Regions from separate parts of the Mus musculus genome. Here all the other regions are linked to region 2. A link is a contact called in public Hi-C data. All regions are on one chromosome and are shown on one strand. The core of a region is the stretch at or near the end of the contact, and the rest is flanking DNA. Distances in the headings are between cores, read along the strand shown.

What was found. A called contact is a pair of places that touch in the nucleus more often than the background predicts.
Region 1: a Hi-C map of the N1E-115 cell line shows a contact between it and region 2, with 3 times the contacts expected there. A contact is called at or near these places in 2 of 484 Hi-C or Micro-C datasets (the N1E-115 cell line and nephron progenitors), 2 of 130 datasets of targeted methods (astrocytes and embryonic stem cells) and 1 of 9 other capture datasets (embryonic stem cells).
Region 3: a contact with region 2 is called in a Hi-C map of the N1E-115 cell line, with 4 times the contacts expected there. A contact is called at or near these places in 2 of 484 Hi-C or Micro-C datasets (the N1E-115 cell line and myocytes).

Annotation. Positions count from the first base shown.
Region 1 is chr19:14,870,659-14,873,882 of GRCm38.p6, forward strand. No RefSeq gene overlaps it. Among named protein-coding and RNA genes, the nearest start is that of Tle4, 270 kb to the left of the region's middle.
Region 2 is chr19:14,422,570-14,426,132 of GRCm38.p6, forward strand. Gm8630 (predicted gene 8630) reads right to left here. Exons shown (of 6, transcript NR_152176.1): 3 at 1-151. Among named protein-coding and RNA genes, the nearest start is that of Gm8630, 12 kb to the right of the region's middle.
Region 3 is chr19:14,122,212-14,125,626 of GRCm38.p6, forward strand. No RefSeq gene overlaps it. Among named protein-coding and RNA genes, the nearest start is that of Gm31331, 27 kb to the left of the region's middle.

The DNA.
Region 1 (3,224 bases), core at 498-2,997, 450 kb after region 2:
GTCTCTCTGTGTCTTTTCCTCTCTCTCTGTCTCTTTCACATTTGTGGGACCCTAGGCAGAAGTATAAACAAAACTCCAAACTGCATAGTCAGCCCGTTTGACCATCCAAGTCAAGTTAAAAATGGTTTGATAAAACATGTTGTGTTCGCCATCCTTAAAACTAATGCCTTCATAAGAGCAGAGGATTTGAGAGTCTAAGGTCTAAGGCAGGAATCCTTCATGCCTTGGTCTAAGGAGCTCTACTGTCCTTGAGCATGGTCAACTCATACCCACATGCCTTTTCAGCCTTCAGTTTGCTCAGAGAGAAACTCACACTATTTCATACTCAAGCCTGGAAGGGTTGGCTGCTCCTAAGTGTCTGGTAGCTGTGTGGCTGGGGTTGTCGATAAGAAACCTGCCTCCCTTCAATCTGGTAGCTTACTTGCACCTTCAAGGAGAGCCTTTGCTACTCATGAAAATAGCTTGTCTTCACTACTGTGTCTGCAGTACTTTGAATATGCTTGGGACATGATAGGGACAGTCTAAATTTGTTGAATAACTGGAGCAGTAGAAAACATCCTGTTCTTCCCCTCCTGAGGAATTTCCTTAGACAACAGTATTCTGATGCCCATGCCTGCCCACCACACTGATTATTCTCCTCAATTCGTCCCTAGGCTCTCATTTGTGGTGATGAGCTATGAGTCATCAAGTCATTTAAAGCCACCTCTTAGCTCTGCATGGATGAGCAGTGGGAGGTACCAACTGCTTTCTTGGGCTTTAACTGGAATCTTAAGGCAACAGGAAATGCTTCATTTAACAAGTTCTGTGTGATTTGCCTGGTTCATGTCACTTTAGCTGCAGAGGGTAGATTTGAACCCAGCATTAACTGCTTTCAACGAGACAAACGTTCTCACTAGACCAGGCTGCACTGGAAACCATGGTAACAAGTCAGGCAGGGAGCCTGCCTATGGGAGCCTGCATCAGTGCAGTGCAAGTCTCTCTGCAGCCCAGGGCAGCGTGATTGCTGACTGCTCAGATCAAATCACTGGCTTAGTGACACACAACTGTTTCAGTATCTCATTTGGCGGCTGCTTTATGTTCACTGTCAGATGCTGGACTCAGGGGATTGGGGGAAGCGCCCCCAGCTTGTTTGAAAGTTCAGTCAGTGGTTGCACAGATGACTTGAGACCGTTTCTGTGATCAGCTGTTCTGTGATTTGCACAATTAGAACAGCTTTCTTGCCGGAAGCCTTTGAAGAACAATTACAAAAACAAATAGCAGTCACAGTAGCAGAAGTCATAGCAGCAGAAAGAAAAGAAAAAAAAAAGGAAAGAAGACAGACAGAAGTACCAAACAAGACAGATGCCCCTCCTCCACCCTGCCAGGACCATGCACATCCTTTTGTGGAAATGTTTTCATGCCAGGCCTCAAAGGGTCAACCTTATTAAGAAAAATAGCAGTTAGCTTCCTATGCAATTACCACAATACATTGTAAACCATTATTCTGTAATTTTTCAGAAATGAATAACTAGAAGAATTCTCTCTCTGGAAATCTATTAACATTTGGACAACAAAGCCAGCAGTGATGTGAAAGGCATGGCTGATTGGAATGGCATGGGGGCAGTCCCTTGCTCATCTGCCTTGCCTGGATGCTGGTCCCACAAACAGCAGCCTTTTCCCTGTCCTCTGATCCTGATGGTATCTTCTTTTCCTTTTTTTCTCCATGTTTTATTATCTAACTGTGCTTGAATGAGAACATTCTAGATCCTGGTAATCAACTCCCTAACACTACCGGGGTACATTATAATTTACCACATTAGAAAACAGCCTACCTCACTTTGTAGACAGGAGACTACAAGGGATTAAGAGGTCAAGACACAAAACAAACTGGAAAGCCATGTCAGAACGCTCTTCAGACCATCTTCTTTCATATAATTCCAACATGCGTCCTCTAGCTTCTCAGGTTACAGTGTGTCTCACCCAGAGTTTATTTGTAGTAAATAAACACAGAGAGCACATGTAGACGATAGAAAAATCAAAACATGGAAAGAAACGAGCAGAGTGGTGTCACCTAAAATCTCAGGGAGTACAAACATCTATTAGCATTTTCATGTCTGTTCCTAACTCTCCCTTTAAATAATTTTAAAGATGGCAACATATTAGAAAGACTGTTCAGAATTTTTTTTTTACAGTTTCTTATAATTTATATAAAGTATTCTAATGATTTTTATTCTTATTCCTCTCTCATTCTTCTGCCTCCTACTCTGAATAGAGCTACTATCATCAAGCCCCACTCCCACCCAAACTCTTTGTATCTCTCTCTTTCTCTGTCTGTCTGTCTTTCTCTCTGTGTGTGTGTTTGTGTTCCTCAAACAACAAGAAATACAAGTTAAACCTTGAAGAAAGACTGCTTTTAATTAATTAATTAATTTTTACATTTTCTTATTTACTTGTGGGGATGGGCTTGTGCGAAGGTCAGGACAGCTTGCAGGAGCTGTTTTTTTTTTTTTTTTTTTTTCCCCACCAAGTGAGTTCTGGGCATTGAACACAGGCTGTGAGGATTTGACAACAGCTACTTTCACTCACTGGGCCATTTGCAGGCCCGAATGATTGTTTTTAACTTGATTTTTACATTTTCTTTGTGTTCATACATATAGAAACTTCTCTGAGACACACTTGATTTATGAAGTTTAAAGAATGAATAAAGTTAAGTGTCGGAGAGCATAGTCGTGTTGTGGCTAATTGCAACAGGAAACATTGGGAGAATCCTTAAGGTGCTCCTCTTGGTTTCTTCGGTTCAAAACAGATGCATTTTTTAAGAGGTGTCCCCAGAGGGCTCCTGTCCCTGTGGGCTCTGCCATCAGATTGGATCTTTTTGTAGTCATTGACATCCCCCTGCTAATCTGCTCATGACACTCCTAGGCATGGCATTTTCCACCCACCATCTCCCTTCATCTCTTCCTTCCTAGTGGGAAAACCGGTGAAACCCCTCCTGTAGTAAGACTAAGCAAAGGCAGAAATTGCAGTTCTATGTCTATGCCACAGTCCAAGGAAATCAACAACAACAACACCAATATCCATCCTCTTCTTACCAGTCAGAACTTGTTTAATGGTGTTCTCCTTGCTTATGGAATCATGTTTACTAACAAGCACCCGAAAACCTTGATGCTCAGTTCCCTTGGTAATCATTCCTCGCCCTTTGCCTATAGGATGGCTCTCCAGGAAAGGATTCTAAGTCAGTCAGG
Region 2 (3,563 bases), core at 987-3,486:
CCTGATTAGGAGAGTTTAGTTGGTGTGTATTAGCTTTTCTTTGAAACCAAAGTATTCTATCTCCAGGAGGGATTCCTTCCCAAGACCATCAAGGAAGATGCTTTTCAGTGCAGTATTTTATTTTAATTTATTTGATTTTACAAAATCAGAGCTGTGACAGCAAAAAAAATAAAAATAAGAAAATTAATAATAATAATAAGCCTGTCCTCTTCTGGAACACTAAATAAAAACACAGTAATAACCACAACATTTCTCAACCTGACTGACTCGTCATGCTTCCACTCCCCTCAACATACCCCTGTGATGATCTAGAGGTACAAGAAAAGCCACAGCAGTCTTTACTCTGGCATCTCTGGCTGCCCAGGTCCTGGAGTGACCACAGAAGTCAAAAGCATGTTGCATGAGAGAAAAACAAATTTTGATTTCTTCATAAAGCTACTGAGAATTTGAAGAATAGCCTACTGCAACCAACTAGAAACTGGTTCCACGTGAGTGCTTCTCAAGCCAACGTTTGTTTCTATGTACTGGCATTATGTAGGTATTTTCTCAATTGGAATTCTCTCCCCTCAGGTGATTGCGGCCTATGTCAGGATGACATAAAGTTAGCCAGCACAGTGGTTAAGAGAGCATACTGCTCTGCAGAGGATCAGAGTTTGACTCCCAGAATCTATATCAGGCATCTCACAAACAACTCAGCTCTCAGGGCATGTTATATCTCTCCCCACTATGGGCACTTAAACAAACACGTGCACACACAAATATATAATTTAAAACAGTAATTAAATAAGTTAACAAATGGACATGGTTTCTCCACTGTGATTCCCATAGTTGATGTTCCCTTCCCCAAATGTAACCACTATCTCATTTTGAGTTAATAATAATAATAATCCCTTCATGTTCCTTAATCATTTTTCATCATATTGCCCTATCTTTCTTAGTTTAGGTCATTGTTTACTTGTTTAGTATTATTCAAGCAAAAATTTCTTGTTTATATTTTTCTTGAACTTGCTTTTTAAACATGTTTTTAAATTATGTGTACATGTGTATCTGCATTTGTACATGTTATACACATGCTCAACATATGTGTAGGTGTCTAGAGTCCAGAAGACAGTGTTAGATTGCTGTTAAGCTGGAGTTACAGGCAATTGCACTGCCAAACATGGGTACTGGGACCCAAAACAGGGCCTCCAGAAAAGCAGTGAGTGGTATCAATCCCTGTACTATCTCTGCAGTCCCATGAAACTTTCTGTTTAATCTAATCTTTTGTTTTCAGCGTCATGCATGCTTGGCCTATGTCGCTGCATTTAAGTCGTTTTTGCTACAGTAGTATATTCCATTATATGAATCAAATACCACACAATAGTCATTTGGAGTTTCTGTTTGAGCATTTTGCTATTAGAAATTACATTAACGAAAAGATTCTTGTCTCAATTCTAGTATACCTATACAATAATGCCCTAATATACCTAGCTAAGAGGGGGAAATGCCCAGCTGTATTCATGAGTTCCACTTTATAAGATGAAATTGTCTTTACAAACTTTCTGAACCAAATCACATCATCACCAGCTGATAGGAAACTTCTCTTTGTAGCACATTTTCACTAATACTTGATGCTCTTGGAATTTATACTCTGGAGCCTGGTGGTATAAAATGGGATTGCAGCATGTTTTCAATTTGTATTTCCTTTAGGGCATACTTTAATCATGTATGAACTTAAGAAACCAATCTTCGAAAACATAACAATTCATCATGGCTCCTCCTTAAGAACCAGGCAAGCTTCTCTTCTTAGAGAACGTGTGTGTGTGTGTGTGTGTGTGTGTGTGTGTGTGTGTGTGTGTGTGTCAGAGCCCTAATTATTCATTAGACGTTAGCCGTTAGAAGATAGCAGAGGCCTTAGGCTACTGTTTGTAAGATAAACAGCAGTTCTTAAGCGGCTCCTTTTAGTTGATCGTATTATTAGCCAAAGCCATGGGAAGGCAAATACATTTCAGAGGAATCGTAAATATTTCTTTTATCTTTCCAGATAAAGACATTTAGCATGAGTCCTAATGCACAGGCTGAGCCATACACAATTTATAGCAGAAGAGGGCTTGAAACACTTTTGTGTAAACAAGCGTAGATCGTTTTTTAAAGGTTGCTAAAAGGCGGTGTGGCAAGGGAGCTGCTCCCTCTGAGACCAGCTCTGGTCAGTGTCAGAGCCCTTCCCACTAGCAAAGCTGCTCCATTAAGCACTGTTCTCATCTCTGCAACCCTTACTTTCATGTAATGTTTACATCATTGACACCTCCTCTTAGTGAGTCCCTAATATAAACAGAGGCTGTAACAAGCTGTAATGTATTTAACAAGATTTTAAAAGACCCGACTCTGGAACAAGGACAGCCAAACGGGGAAGAGATTAAAGCCAAAGTTTTACAACATCTCTGTCTCCGGTGACAAAAACAACTTCACGATTTATGTCCAGGAGAGAGACAGTCTCCTTGTGTTTATTCATAAATTAAAATTTGATGGACTCCAAATGTGCTCTGATCAGCCAAAGTCGGCAACCTAACCTTTTAGCAGAAAATTATAAACCCAGATTATAAACTCGGGAGATGTGGGAACAAACTTGCTTTAAATCCATAATACCAACACAGTAGCGGGAAACTAGGCCGGGATATGTGATAAGTAAGTCGATGGAATTCACTATCTTGATAGAAAAAAAAAAGTGCACTTTACAGATTAACACCTTGCTTGATGCAGTTCAGCTGAAGGGGGCAGTGTAATATGTGTGCAGTAACTTTCTGACCAACCTGGATGCATATGTGACTTCTGGTTGTGTCTCGTTCCCTTGAGTGAGGCTGCCTCAAGGGCCATTGTGGGTCAGGAGTCCAGGGCACTAGAGAGGTACCATCCAGGTTAGGGCTTCTCAAAGGAGGTCTGTGGGCTGCGTGTGGTGGCCACACTTATCAGCCTCTGATAAGAAAGGTTGCTGAGTTCAGAAGACATGTTTCCGACTTACAGAAATTGGACTCAGCTACGACAGGCTGGCAAGCAAGCAAATCACTGGCTTTGCCTTGTGGAATCAGAAGCTTTGATAAAGGCTCTACCAGAGGAAAAAATTATAAAAGTGAGAGGGGAAAACCCAGAAAGTGTATCTCAATCTCTGTCTCTACAGTCTAGAAAGCAGAAGGCCTGTGTTCCTGTTAAAAGGCAGGCGTTTTTGTTTTTAATTGACAAAACGGTATATATTTATGGGGCACAGCGTTTTGTTCAGATGTACTGTGGAACGATTAAACCAAAGGAACTAACAGGCCCACTTACTGATTTACTGTTGACAACATTTAAAATCTCCTATTAGCAGTTTGGGAATAGTCACACTACTCTAAACTCTGGTGAGCTGGCTCTAAGGTAGGGCTCTACCTAAGACACATCTGCCTAACTGCATGAACTCAGCCCTTGTGCCTCCCTGACCTCCGCTGACTGCACGCTGCTCTCTCGAACGCCTAATCAGCATGCTTAGATTCCACAAAGATGTGAACTCACCGGATACCCATCTGACTGTGCTTGGCTTGTTTTACTTAACA
Region 3 (3,415 bases), core at 375-2,874, 300 kb before region 2:
CCCATTCTTACATTTTCCACCCTTTATGAAAAACACAAGTGTGCCTCTCCTTTATTGACATGTGGATTCCTGGAAGGTAGAGCCAATATCTGATCCTTGTTAATATTCCCTCAGTTTCTAACAAGGCATGTGGCAGATGCTAGCGGAATGAGTGGAACACTGGTCATCTGATTTTAGATTTTTTTATTCAAATTTTTAACTTCTCTACTTCTAAGAAGGCTCTTTTAATAGAACAGCAAATAAACTGAGAAGCTGGACAGAGAATGGTATGGTCTTAGCATAAGGTCAGTAACTTCATTACTAAGGGCTCCATCCCACTTCCTGAAGGTTCCTTTGCCTTACACCATCAGACTAGAAGTTAGAATATATATATATATATATATATATATATATATATATATATATATATATATATATATATTCAAACCATTACATTGGAAACTGTGATCAAATGAACAGTACATGTATCTGCTTAATCGTGAAGCGGCACAGCAGTTGTTTCCATCACAGTTGTGGACCAGCCACTAAGAGTATTTTCAGAGTAAACTACACAAACTCATCTAACTAACATAGTCAAGTGTTTACCATATAGTCACAATCTCTGTGCTATAAGAAAGAGGGGACAAGGAAGCTCTGAAGAAGCCTCTTCGAGGCATCTCACCAACGACCAGGCTGAATTTATCAAGAGACTGAAACAATAAAATATGAAAACAGCATCTTAGCAGTTACCACCTTGTGTAATAATTTTTATTACTGTTTCTTCTTTGTTCTCTGGTTCCCAACAGCATCAGGATAGCTACTCTAGACTTCTATGAGGGCAGGGAATATATTTGCTATTGCAATCCCAGCAACTAGCACATTGTGGTTGCCATATTGAAATGTATTATCAATGAAGAAATATTCTGACATCCTTTGCAGAAAAAAAAAATCTCCATATGAAATGGAGGCACCTCCTTACACATGGTCTTCTGTGATCTAGCATACACAGCTATAAACTCTGTCACTTTTGTACAGACCTCTTACACAATACCCAGACCCACATATTCTCTTACACTCAATTCTCCATGACCAAGTTCAACTGTATCTTTAAAAGGCTCCCATGCTAGCAGACAGTGGCAATTTTCCTCTTTACTCAGACATGCTTCCATTCATGCCTAGGACCCAGAGTTTAGAGTCTCCAGGGGCCATTAATGGAAGGGACAATAAACTTGGGATGCGTCATGTCATCTTTACAACCCACAGAAGCACAAAGCACAGGATTGGTTTCACTTTCTGACGTCAAGGAATTAAAATGATAGAAGACTTGACAAGTATACTGAATGATTTAACCCCCTTTCCACTCTTCCTGTCTTGACAGTACTCACAGCATCACATAAGGAAGAATGGAGGGAAAGAGAGCACAAAAAGGAAAGAAGTGGAAAAGAGAGGAGAGAGAGAGAGAGAGAGAGAGAGAGAGAGAGAGAGAGAGAGAGCCGGGAGAGAGAAAGAGAGAGAGAGAGAACCCTGCTATCCAATACCCATAAAAATTTGTTTTTAATTCCCTGGCTCTCACAGATAGAGGATTCTGCTAGCATTTAAGATAAGATTAGCTGGTGGTGTGCTATCAGCACCTCCACATTTCCCTGCAGGGATTCCTCCTGACAGGCAGAGGCTGGAGGCATGTCTCAGGATTAACACGAGCTAATGATTATACACTAAAGCTTTGGAAATGTCCGACTAATAGGATTAAGCAATAGCAGATGCAGGTCCCCGTTCAGGTTAAAAATGCACTTTTTACATTACAAAGTCAGACAGATCCCTTTGAACATGCAATGAATATGGATGTTTTCAATTATCACAGTCTTCCAGGGCTATACGATATGGTAAATTAATCCCTTTAGAACATCGGAAACAGGACAAAATAGCCTTCTTGAGGCTGAAATCCCTCGTTTTAGATTTTCCTTCATGGGGATAAGCAGCGGTGCACCTCACATAATTAATCTTATTACAAACAGAGAGAAAGGGGAAGTGGGGAAAAAAGTGTATAAAATTTGTTTAAATATTTGAGAAACTTAGAAAAAAAGGCACTTTGAAATCAACATCTCTTAATTAATTTCCAAGCAGTCAAACATGCAAACAGAAGGCACAGCAAGCTGTTGGGTGTGTTGGGAGGGATTTTATTTCTGTGTGCCTCAGGTGTTAGTGTGACAGGGAAAAGGGGAAAAATTAAGGTCAGTTAGAAAAAAAAATGAACATGATAATAACTGCCAGTACAAAGCGCAACTCCCAAGACACGGGAGTGAATATGAAACCTGAGTGGAGAGGAGAAGCAGAGGGCAAACGGGGAAATGAATCCTTTGCAGCAGGACACTGGATAAAGCTATCACCTTCTGGAACAGCTCCTCACTAAACTGCCATTGATGTAATTAGAGGGACTTGGATGTGCCAAAATTTCACTCACTTTGACTCACTTAGGAGTGACTAGGGGGAGAAAGCCTCAGAACCATGCAGCCAGCCCGGCAATGGTAAGAGACCCAAACTACAGCAAAGCAGGCCAAGTAGCGTTGGTTTGAACCTTTGTAGAGTTTAAAGTCAAAGATCTTTCTTACTGGTCTGAGCAATGGTGTTGTGCCTCAGGAACAAGAATTTGAATCACTCCGCACAACCCAAGATAGCTCTTCGTGTCACAAGTCCGACCAGGTGGGAAATTTCATCAGCAAAAAGGAATCACAGTTGATTTTTTGTTTGTTTGGTTTTTATTTTGTTTTGTTTTGTTTTTCTTTGCTTTAAAGAAAGATGAAAAGGTAAAAGAAAAGAGCAGTTCATGCTGGCTTTCGTCCTGGATACAACTCTTTGAGGCTTTGTTTTCTTTCTATTCCTCGTATGCTTCCTCCCCACGCTAATGAACGGCATAAACAGAACTAGAGTGAAACACTGAAGATGAAACAAGCATATGGTGACCTAAGTATAAGAACAGTGTGATGGAACTGTGGGTTTGCATGGCTATGGGTTTCAACATGACTCATCAATCAAAACCCAGATCTGAAAAGACAGTTTAGCTTTCCCCAAGTTCATAATGATCAGGTTCACTGACACATCTTGACCTGTTTCCGTCTGGCAGCTGTCTAGTGTGCTGGCCTAAGAATACAAACTGGACAGATGGAAACACCTCAGCAGAAGTTGCCAAGCAATCTCCAAAGTCGTTTCTAGTTTAATTTTTTTTCATAGAAAAGTCACTTGTATATAGAATGAAAAGAAAGAAGAATTTATGTTAACCTGGCATTCTATTTTCTTTTTCATTTGCTTTTGTCAGTTGCACAATAAATTTCAGAAGATATAAACTAATTTCCAAAGACAGACTGTGCTTCAGTGAAAGACATTCAGAAAGGTGTTTTGTTAAATATGTATGTCCTTCTTTCTTAGAGAAAAGAAAAGA